Linked DNA regions of Anas platyrhynchos: region 1 is linked to region 2. Evidence: chromatin contacts called from public Hi-C data. All regions are on one chromosome and are shown on one strand. The core of a region is the stretch at or near the end of the contact, and the rest is flanking DNA. Distances in the headings are between cores, read along the strand shown. Region 1 overlaps DCBLD2 (discoidin, CUB and LCCL domain containing 2). Region 2 overlaps LOC110353218 (a long non-coding RNA gene).

What was found. Hi-C and Micro-C count contacts between places; a contact is called where the count stands out from the background.
Region 1: a contact with region 2 is called in a Hi-C map of liver, with 2.1 times the contacts expected there. The contact joins two enhancer-like sites. A contact is called at or near these places in 2 of 8 Hi-C or Micro-C datasets (liver and subcutaneous adipose tissue).

What each region holds. Positions count from the first base shown.
Region 1 is chr1:89,072,289-89,075,195 of IASCAAS_PekinDuck_T2T, forward strand. It overlaps DCBLD2 (discoidin, CUB and LCCL domain containing 2), which reads left to right. Exons shown (of 16, transcript XM_038182498.2): 4 at 146-197; 5 at 1,532-1,604. Among named protein-coding and RNA genes, the nearest start is that of DCBLD2, 25 kb to the left of the region's middle. Within about 2 kb of position 1,418, at least 1 of the 8 cell types and tissues checked has an H3K27ac peak or open chromatin away from gene starts, as enhancers often do.
Region 2 is chr1:88,982,476-88,985,425 of IASCAAS_PekinDuck_T2T, forward strand. It overlaps LOC110353218 (a long non-coding RNA gene), which reads left to right. Exons shown (of 14, transcript XR_005267213.2): 10 at 1,060-1,113. Among named protein-coding and RNA genes, the nearest start is that of DCBLD2, 65 kb to the right of the region's middle. Within about 2 kb of position 1,611, at least 2 of the 8 cell types and tissues checked have an H3K27ac peak or open chromatin away from gene starts, as enhancers often do.

The sequences.
Region 1 (2,907 bases), core at 168-2,667, 90 kb after region 2:
AAATTATTAAATAAGAACTTTCTTTTCCTTCGAGACTTTTGGTTAAGCCACAGAGGCTCAAATGTGTTTTTTGTGCCCTTTTGAAAAGCATGCTCAAACCTATTGTCTTTATCATCCTCTTGACCTAATATTTTTTTCTTTCCAGACCTAATTACCTGTTTAGACAATGCAAGTCACTTTTCCGAACCAGAATTCAAGTAAGATTAATTTTACCTCTTTTTCTGCCCCTTTATCTGTACTGAAGTCATTTTAGTGTTTCTAGTTCACTGTTACTTACACCTAACCTAACTTGAAAATTGGAGGTCGAGAGGACTCAAGAAACAAAGAGATTGGGGTTAGAGCTTAATAATATTGACATTTGCACTCGTCCTTCTTGTTCTTTCCTATTTTTTCAGTATACAGTAGAACCTCGTTAATTTGCACTAACACATATAAGCTAATATCACATTCCCATTAAAAAAATACACTTTTATAAAAGTATATTACAGGGTGTATGCCCCCTCAATACTGAAATTCATATTAAAGTTCTCAAAGAAGCACTGAACTCTGAAATGGATAAAAAGAAATAATAATTGCAAAGCCATTTCACAGTTTGGTGTGAATTAATGAGGTTCTGTAGAGGTACAAAATGCTGTTCCTTCTGATGGAGGAAACATACATTGCTCGCCTGTTTTGTGCTCCATTTCTGTCTAAAGCAAGGACAGTGTTTAAAGCTGTAGACCAAAGTGAAGTATTTAAACTTACTTTTTGGAGAAATGAAGCCCTGAAATCAAGAGCTTTCAATCAAACCTTTTGAAATGCAACCTTTGCATTCCTCATTCATTTTCCCAAGTTCCAGAATTGTAGGTTCTGGCATTGCCCTGTATGTGTTTGACTTCATATCCTGTTGATTTCACCGTAACTGCAAACTTGCTTCAACTGTTGTTGAATAGACATTTTACCCAAGTTCATTGTTAAATCTTTAAGACTTAATGATTTTTGTATGTTCAGTATGAAATGGCACCAGAATGTGAATGTGTGCAGATGTCTTCCCATTTTTTCCATGAGCTAGTGGTATTAACTGAATTTGGCCTGTTTTTTTATGATCAAAACGTTGCCAGGAGCTATTACAAAATATCATTACTTTTCAGATGTACGGTTTAAAGATGCAAAACAAATAGATATGCAGGTCTCTAGTTTATAAAATATAATTCATAAATACTGCTACTTACAAGACTTTCAATTTACAGAAGCCATGTAGTATTTATGTTAAAAAAAAAGACATAATTTTATTATATTCAGTTATTATAACTGAATTACAGATGAAATGGGTTTTTAACTACCTTTTTCAAATGCCTGTTCTGCTGTTGTGTACGTCTCTTCCAGAATATATTTTTGTCTGATTTCTTATCTTTTCAGTTAGGATATATCCTCATGTAATGATAAATGAATGATAACACAGTGTACTGTAAATAAAAAGCAGTGACTGTTGTATAACATTGTAAGTTACAGCTGCATGCATATCTTGACCTGATTTTTTGTTTTCTTCTAGTAAGTATTGTCCAGCTGGGTGTGTGATTCCTTTTGCTGATATTTCAGGCACTATTCCTCATGGATACAGAGATGTAAGTAAACTTAATACTGTGGGCTCACATGAATTTTGGTAAAATTTGTTATGTATGATTAAAACTCAGTTACAGATGTCTGCATTAGCTCTGCTGTCTGGGTTCAGGGAGTTGTGTCTCCTAAAATGAATAACATGCTACTTATGTGTTTCTTTTTACGCTGCTGCTAAATGGCTGGTGCTTCACTGAGTCCAGAGGAGGCTCACAAAAATAATCCGAGGGCTGGAGCACCTCTCCCATAAAGAGAGTCTGGGAGCGCTGGGTTTGTTTAGCATAAAGAAGAGACAGCTATGGGGAAGCCTTCTAGTAGCCTTTCAATACTTAGAGAGGGCTCATAAGATAGACAGTGAAAGATTTCACCAGTCTTGCAGGTTTGTAGGGTAGGAAGTAGTGGCTTCAAATGGAAAAGAAAACCAGAAAGAAAAGAAACTAGATCTAGATTGGATATTTGAAATACGTATTTTACCACAAGGGTGGTTAAGCATTGGTACTGGTTGCTGAAAGAAGTTGTGGATGCCCCATTCTTACAAGTGCTCAAGGCCAGACTGAACGGGGATTTGGACAACTTGATAAGGTGCCTGTGCTCCTGGTGGCGGGTTTGGACTAGATGATCTTAAAAGGTCCCTCCTAACCCAAACCATTCTATGTTGCCATCTCCAAGAAGCGCCATAATACAGTAGAGACTTGAACATTTTTTGCAAGACCTGCTGAGAAAGATGGATCAACCAAAATACTGTTTCATGTTTTGTTTTTGATGGCTTTGTCAAGTTGTGAAGTTCAGATTTATAAAGACAGAAACAGTAGTGTGTTTTTTAATGGTGTCCTCCTGTTTTTGACATGAATGTATCTCTAAACAGAGGCTTTCAGTTGTTTACATTGAAATTCCGTTTACACTCAGCAGCTGTAAAAAACATTTGCAAAACAGTTAAAACTATAAAATTAACGGTTCTATAAATGGGAAATAAACATCTAATAATGTAGTTTACTTAGAATGCTACAAAAAACTGTACACTTTTAAAATATTTAATATGAACCTGAAGTATGCCTCCCTGATTTTTCTTTTCTCAAATATCTGTAAATCCTAGGTTACCTGTATAAATAACCTCCCATATGTTAAAAAAGAAAAAAAATCACCACAGTATAACTGTGTTAGATGTTCTGGTCCACAGTAAGTCCTTACTAAATAGCTGCAGGGCAATTTTTATACCTAGTAATAAGACAGAGTTGATTCTCTGCCCATCTGTACATGTTCAGCCTGTTGGAATTTTTTTTTCCAAAATCTGCAAAAGCTGTTTTCTATGCA
Region 2 (2,950 bases), core at 361-2,860:
TAAATAAATAAATAAATAAATAAATAGAAATTGCTGCCAAGTTCCTAAGAAGTGCCCAGAAGCAGCTGGTGCTCCAGGTCTCCTGCTTCATCCTGGGCTGGTGGGTTCATGTCCGCGACAGAACATTCAGCATTAATTGTGACACAGAATATGCAGAAACAAAGGGAGGAGCACTCTCATGAAGCTTTTGCTTGTTTTCTCCTGACAAGTCTATCTAAGCTTTTAATCCCAATTAGAAGGGGACTGTGGAAACCTTGAGAGGGAGAAAGAGCTCCTCACTCCTTTGCTGGTTTGTGTCCAGCCCACAGGATTAAAAATCGAGTATGTTCTGTATGTTCTAGCCTTATCCTGACGACCATCTGTCTATTTGCAAGAAAGGAGATTCACAGTTCTGTGAAGTGGAGAGCATAAAACCAGACCACCTCCACTGCATTCAGTCTCAGTGGAAAAGCCAACGAAGCAGGAAGTGGTGAAACTTCCCTGGAGAGCACAACAGCATAGGAGAAGTGCATGGCATAGGGAGGGGTGGAAAGTTGCACCAGTATTTCCTGATCCTCGCTTTTCCTGTGAATATATATTAAAATATATCCACAGATCTGTGTCTCTGTATTTATCAGTATCCAAAGCTACCGAAATTACAGCATTTTTTGTAATAACAGGGACTGACTTTAGCAAAATGAGATGTTCTGAGACACATTGAAAAAGAAGAGTCATTTCATTGATGTGGGGAAAAGTCTTTTCACTTTAATATATCTGTAGGTCTACTGAGTTTGGGGCTGATTTCTGACAGAGTAAAGCAAACAGTTATAAGGAGAACTCCGTGGTGCACTAAGCATGCTGAACTTTACAGCTACCTGCACTCATAACATTTTCAGTATTTCAGTATGGTCTGTGATGGCAGAAATCTGCAAAATGGATGGAAATGATTTCTCATTTTTCTCTGAATGTGCTATCTACCAACCTGACTTTACTGAAAAGAATTTAGATTGGAGCCGGCCTGGGTATTTGGCTAATACACTGGCTTCCTGCCTTTACCTTGAAATTTTCTTTTCCCCCTAGGCATAGAAAAACTCGGCAGTCTGCTTAAAAATGAAGAAGTCGTGACACCTAGCGGTGAGTTAAACAACAATAGCTTTTGTTTCTTAATGAACTCACAGTTGTTTTCCATAGGCATGTTGTTCTCAGTCAGATTGCGATGTGAGAGGTGTGGGTATCACCATCATGACTCCAAACATCCAGGCAGCCACTCTCTTTTTCTTACAGTCCCATGCAATGCCTGTGCCTTGTTGCATCTAACTCCTGCTCCTCTCCACCAAAGGCTGCTTTTTCATTAAGGCCCAGCATGCAGCCCCTGGTCATGCTCCTTATTGAACATGACATTTTGAATAGCCATTTATACTGCGACCAGGCTAAGTGCTTTGACTTTGGAGAAAAAGGGAGCATGGCAGAGTCCTGGCGTAAGATCAAATGGGAATTACAGCCTTTTTTTTCTTTTTAAAAACTTATTCATCAAAGTTGTTTTTAGAAGGTGACTCAAAACTGTATTGTATGGCATGCAGCAAATTCCTGGCAGGCAGTTTAAACTGACTCAGTTGCTGGCATATTCTTTTGCTTTTGAAGACTACTCAGAGTCTGCCTTGGTCAGCAGCAGTCTAAAAGCACATACTGGCTGTGATACCACGACAAGAAGTCGCACTGAAAAGCAGTAAACCAGTCTAGACATGTGCAAAAAAGCTATAGGTTCTTTCCAAACAGTGGCAAGCCTTGGAGATTTTTATTGTTTTTTAGGGAAGCAGAACAGTTGTTGAGTTAATGGTAACTAGGCTGCAGTCACCAAGTGGAAAGCTTTCTTGGCTTGTTGAGCTTGCTGATTGAGGACCAGCCATTTTTTATCACAAGAATGAGCTTCAGTGCAAGAGTTTTCAAGTCAAAACATCACAGTATGTTGTTCGGGAATCTGGGTGCATGCTTCTTTGCATCTGTAAGAGTTGTTAGCAGTGTAGCCTTCCAGTTTCATGTCCATATTTGTGCATGCTATATCAAGCATACTTTCCATTGCCTTCAACGTGACAAACTCCTTTCCCCTCCTCTTTTAGAATAGATGCTTGATAGAGCTGCATGTTGTAGCCAACAAATGGAAACTAAATTACTTGAATATATATGATTTTCTTCATCTAAAAATTTATATAACCACATGTCCACATGTATTTAGTACCTGTAACTTCCCCGGTTTGCTGTCTTGGGTATAATTAACACTTCTACCACCATAATGTCTGTATATAAGGCAAGTGAATCTAAAAACATCAGTTCTGTCCAAAATGTTCCAGTTTCCATCCCTTGAATCATCAGCATGTGACCTATTCTGTGCCAATATTAATAACCATTGCTCATGGCTTTCAAACAACTCAAACTATTTAAAAATTAATTCTGTTTACAGTACCTTTTAGAGGAAGTATTTTGTAAAAGTGAATAACTCAAACTGACTAGTGGCTACCCACAAAATATGACTATCCAGTAACAAAATGAATCATTTAGAATAAGTTGGCAAGGACAGGACGTATTGTTGGAGAAAACATCAAGCAAAGATCAGATCCAACAACCAGGAGTCCTGGGTTCTCTTTCTGCTGTACCACACATTTGCCATGCTGCTCTGACAGGCAGGCCTATCTGCAGTGGCTTAGGCAGCTACTAGCCTCAGTTACCCTGAACCACACTGTTTACTTTTTTACACTGTATGCTGTGAGGCTGAGGTGAAGTGCCCAGTTCAGCTGTCACCCGTAGAAACGTTTGCAATTGGAGTTGGAGCCCATAGGTTTATGCTTTGCCTTCTGGTTTTTCCTTTGTAAGATGGAGTTGCTCACCAGCTGATGCATGGCAGGCTTGTCTGAGGTCCCTGGTGTGGGCTGAGGGCTGGTATTACTTCAGTCTCCACTGGTGGTGATGCCACTGC